Regions from separate parts of the Salmo salar genome. Here region 1 is linked to region 2. The links are chromatin contacts, called in public Hi-C maps. All regions are on one chromosome and are shown on one strand. Each heading gives the region's core, a stretch centred on a gene start, on an enhancer-like site or on the middle of the called end of the contact. The rest is flanking DNA. Distances are from core to core; before and after follow the strand shown.

Evidence for each region. Hi-C and Micro-C count contacts between places; a contact is called where the count stands out from the background.
Region 1: a contact with region 2 is called in a Hi-C map of muscle, with 4 times the contacts expected there. The contact joins the promoter of LOC106611620 here to the promoter of LOC106611618 in region 2. A contact is called at or near these places in 2 of 3 Hi-C or Micro-C datasets (gill and muscle).

Annotation. Positions count from the first base shown.
Region 1 is chrssa09:64,747,033-64,749,732 of Ssal_v3.1, forward strand. It overlaps LOC106611620 (nucleophosmin), which reads right to left and starts at 1,360. Exons shown (of 11, transcript XM_014212017.1): 1 at 1,244-1,360; 2 at 850-929. The coding sequence starts at 1,340.
Region 2 is chrssa09:64,593,895-64,596,594 of Ssal_v3.1, forward strand. It overlaps LOC106611618 (polycomb group RING finger protein 1), which reads right to left and starts at 1,309. Exons shown (of 9, transcript XM_014212012.2): 1 at 1,148-1,309; 2 at 86-191. The coding sequence starts at 1,234.

The DNA of each region.
Region 1 (2,700 bases), core at 110-2,609, 150 kb after region 2:
ACAACCTACAGTCTCCCACATTTCTCTGTCAACCATCATCTCTTGCTTGGTTGCAAAAAGGGAGAGTGACTGAAAGAACATTACGATGATGATATCCATTTAGAGGATAGGGACTGAGTCATTTGCAATGGGTGGAAAATGTACGCTAAGTATAAGAAAACACATTTTTGATTAAAATGTTATTCCTTTAAATACACATCAAAGAACTATGACTAGATATTGTATTCAGTGTATTATTATTCACGTTTTCTGACATTTCTAATATTGACAAAGGTGAACTTGGTGTTGTGGCGTGGCGGTACACAAAACAGGAAACAGGTGAAATATTGACTGGATATGCAATGACATAAAATAAAAGTTGTCATTGTATATCTTACATTTTTCTATAACAGGTGCAAAGATAAATATACTGCAGAAAGTGTACAAATAAAAGGAATTGATGAAGAATATATAAAAACATTCCAATTACAGAAAATCTCTCAGTGTAGTACAATTGAAATGTGTCAGTTCTCAAGACCTAATTCCGATGGACCTTTTTAATGCATGCATCGTTTGTCAGGACATTTTTTTATTGTTTTAAAACGAAATAATTCACCTTTGGCCAAGTACAATGTTATGATATTCTCTAGTCCAGGGTTTCTCAAACTCGGTCTTCGGGACCCCACGGGGTGCACGTTTAGTTTGTTTTTTTGCCCTAGCACTACACAGCTGATTCAAATAATCAACTAAGCATTAAGCTTTGATCATTTGAATCAGCTGTGTAGTGTTAGGGCAAAAAACGTGCACCGAGTTTGGAAAATGCTGCTCTCGTCTAACACAAGCTCAGAATTGGCATAGTGATGATCTTACTGCTTTGAGTGACAGCTGATGATCCGCATCATCGTCCTCCTCAACTTTGAACTCCTTTTTGTCCGATTTGAGTGTACAACCTTAAGTTGACAACACATAGGTTAGCAAACTCGAAACAAATAGCTGTTGGCGTACTACAATTGAAAACGGAAATGTAACATTATCATTGATAACAAATTCATCTAGTTAGCCTGTTAGCTTGCTAAAACGCAAACAAAGAGCGGTTTGTTGAATTAGCGCGAGAAGCGCATTACCTAGCTTAATAACGTTAACTAGCTAGATACATTTGGTGTGTTTGGGACAGCTATAGCTAGCTAGCTATATAACAAAAGACACATGTCTGTTATTACTAGAAGTTCACTAAAATTCAACTTGGCAGTGCAGACGTGCTCACCAAATAAATACATTTGAAATCTGGTTATATCTGGAACGCTATCATCAGCCATTTCCCCCTGAATGTTATTGTTCTGTTCCGTAAAAGCAAGTGACATTCAGTAAGCCAATGGGATAGCTGAAAAGGAAGTTGTGGAAATCATACGTCCAATCGAATCAAAGGCTGGGGTGGGATAAAAGGGAGAAACCTACACTTTGGTTTACGTCCGCTAGATGGAGTCATTGCCAATAACCTAGAAATAAGTCTGCGTGTGACACTTGCAGAGACTGGAACATCTACTGTATGTATGATACTGCTGTTTTGTAATGGTATGTAACACTTTACATGACATACAATTGCGTTTATACTTGTGTTGTAACACTATCTACTACAATAGCATTACTACTTTTGTTATTGCACAGTAATGAAGTAGTGTTTGCAATAAGGATCTGTGCATATTTCTCTAATTACAGAAATCACTCAACGCCATTGCTATGCAAAACAAAAATACTATCTACAACATGTTAATTCAGTGTTGTTGTGTAAAAATAACAATGTCACTACTAGGTACAAGACCAAGTTAATGTAAAGTGTTGCCGTGGGTCAAAAGAACAGGACCACTTTTAAGGGTTCACATTAATGTATTCTTCATTCCTATTAAGGATTTGACATTTTTGTTTCTTCTACATCAATTACATGTTATTGTTGGTTTGTCAGCTGTCCTTCTCTTTTAAAAGTGACGGTGATGGTGATAATTGGCGTTGCAACCTTATGCTGGTTCAAGTATTTTGCTAAGACTCCATACGAACAGAGCAGTCATTAAGGTGACTGACCCGTATCAAGGAATGGCGGCTTTTCATGCATGTGGTTTGAAGTCTTGTTTGTGCAGCAAAGTCTGCTCTGGCTTGTCTCAAAAGCCCTTTATACAGGCGATACATGGCCGCTGCACTCAATCAACACTTTTTCTTCCAGGTGCCCTCTGAATCATAAGAGTACTTGTGTCAGCACGATCAGGTAACTCTGGACTGATGCCACAAAAAACTACTGTCCCTACCACAAGGTGGCTCCTCCATTCCACATGTCAGATTCTATTTTACGTAAAATATCATATGATGCAGTAGGCTAGCTTGTCTTTGTGTGTTAAAAAAAACACTGAAAACTAATGCTACTTATTTCTCTGGGTTGGTGACAACATGCTCACTGTACATATTCCCTTGGTAAATAGCTACATAAACCTTCAGGAGAGCCCAAACTTGTAATACTACAATAAATCCATTTTGTTTGATAAACATAAATACATTTGGATTTAGTATTATTGTGATCCTATTCTTAATCATTTAGATCAGGACAAGATAAAAGCCTAAAACATTTTTTCACAGATTATATCTGTTGAAAAGAAAACAATAAAGATCCCAATCTCCTGTGAGACCTATGGATTGGTTTGTCGTTGATGTGTGTTGACTTCTTCCCACCGAAGC
Region 2 (2,700 bases), core at 59-2,558:
GGGTTTATACACGTCTGTAACAGTTTGCCCATTTCTCAGAGGGCAAGAAGCCAAAACATTGAAAACACAGGCTGGGCCCACTTACATGTATGCAGACACTCTGTAATAGTTGTGGCATCGATGAAGTACCCAGCACAGAGATAGCACACTATGTGCTCGTTCAGGTCTTTGATCTTCAACTTGACTTCCTCCTTCAACAATAATAAGTTGCTATTGAAATCTCGAGTAGAAAGTATACCTGCATTTTCTAGATTTTTTTTTCTGAGCAGCAACAATGTACCATTAATGTCAAAAACAAGCTAGAATGTTTACATTCTAGAGTAGACAAAATGATGAGTTCATTCGAATAACAATATGATGATTGCTCTTTTCCACTAGGTTGATATTTCTAACTTTGGGGATTTGTTTCGCATTGTTAGTTCTTACTGAACTGTTGGAGCTAGAAACATAGGCATTTCGCTGGACCTGCGATAACATCTGCAAAATATGTGTAGTATGTAAACAATACACACACACACACACACACACACACACACATATATATATATATAAGCAGGTTGGCGTGTCAGGTGTCTGCAACATTGTAGCGGAGTAAGCAGAGTATCTATTATGCTAACATAAGCTAACACAATGTCAATAATAACAGGGTAGAATCTATACGTTCTTTATTTGTAAGTTATCGCTAGCAACCCAGTACGCTACACATGGAATTGCAAATAAAAGGACACAGGTAAGACACATATTAGTCACTTTACAAGCAAGGTTCGATAAGTCCGTCACCAGAAGCTACCTAGCCTAGCAAACACAATTAGCTAGTTATCTATAAACTAATTTTCATTCATCCAAAACGCAAATGCGTCTTTTAACTAATAGTGTAGACCGTTACAGGTGTGAAACCGGGGAGTTAACGGTACACATTTGCACGAAGGACCTTGCAGTAGCTGCCCAGAAAACACGGGTAGACTCTTCCACACACGCCTGCGCACACGTAGGCAGCTCTCTCTCCATCACTTTGGTGACAGGAGGAAGCGCTCGCATTGCTGCTTTTCCTCGTCGTAGTTATGTAGCTAGATTCAGCTCTAATTAACTTAAACAATTCTTACTGGTCTTGTCGCGTCTATAGAGTCCGAAACTAATTTGTACCTACCTCATTTCGTAAAGGGTCGAGCTTATATACGGACTGGAATTGATTTCTTAGCCGCATAGCTATCGCCATTGGCCCTTGCTCAGCCATCTTTAAAAATGCTGCTTATTTCCGGGTGGAAGAGCATCAAAGATGGTGGATTTATGAAGATGTCCCACTCAGGCCGTTTACCACTGGGCGACTTCCATTATGCTGAGCTGCAGGGCACGGGTCTATGGCCTGTGACGCGAAAGGGCAAAAGCGGTGAGGGAGGAGCGCCCTTCTAAAACCGAACAGTAATCTGCGCCGCTCGGACATATTGTCAACCAGGCTGCATGGTGGATAGTCCAGAAACAACATATATATCTTTTTAATAAAATATAGCTTATGGTTGAATTTTCATTGGGAATCCAAATAAAGCCTTTTTTTGCTTGGGAAAACACAGAATCGTACTCATTACACAACCGCTTAGTTACGTCCAGGGACAGACTGGGACAACAATTCGTTTTTCTCAACTTTTACTGTACCTATGACAGGCGAAACATGATTTTTAACAGCTCGTTTTAACCAGCTCATGTTTAAGACAAATACAACATGTAAAAACTGTCTGTTTCCTCCCTGTTGTGCTGTCTATCTCTGCTGTCACTCTGTCTCTGCTTCTCCTTGTTCTCCTTTATTGTCACTGTCACTCTTGTCTGTGAGCGAAACCTCTAACTCCGCCTCTGCCCAGTCAGACTAACTCATGGATACCATTTTTATGTCTCTGCGTGTAGTTTGGAGATTGTTGAAGTTTGCATATTGTTAGCTTAGCACAATTACTGGAAATCTCCCGGGAACAGTAGCCAGCTCATCTCAAAGCAGAGAAATATACCTTCTAACTAACCCAAGGGTGTCAAACTCCTTCCATGGACTAGGCGCTAGTGTCTGCTGGTTTTTGTTTTGTCCTTTCAATTAAGACCTAGACAACCTTGTGAGGGGGGTTCCTTACTAATCAGTGACCTTAATTCATCAATCAAGTATAGACAGGTTGGTTGTTTAGCAACAAAACCGACGTGTGTGCCACAGGAGATTGGTGGCACTTTAATTGGGGTGGATGGCCTCGTGGTAATGGCTGGAGTGGAATTTGTGCAATAGGATCAAATACATCCAACACATGTTTTCCATGTGTTTGATGCCATTCCATTCGCTCCGTTCCAGACATTATTATGAGCTGTCCGCCCCTCAGCAGCCTCCACTGGTGTGCGCAACTATGGGGCAAAACAGAACAGGGTTGGCTTCGATTGTTGACAACATGTAAACTATATTTAGTCTCCAATGGTTATTCAAAAGCATAAATACATTTGCACAATGAGCACTTATTGTCTCTCAAATACATCGTTACAGTTGTTGTTTAGCTAGCTAGCTAATTTTAGCCATATTAGCATAGTCGTGAGATCAGTCAAAACACCTCAAAACAAGACATGGTATCAAAAACAAGATAAAACTAGCTGAAACGAGCCACCAACAATTCCCCACATGGCAGCCTCTTGTCATTGTTGCTAGCTATCTGGCCATCCAGAACATAGAGCTGGAAAGAG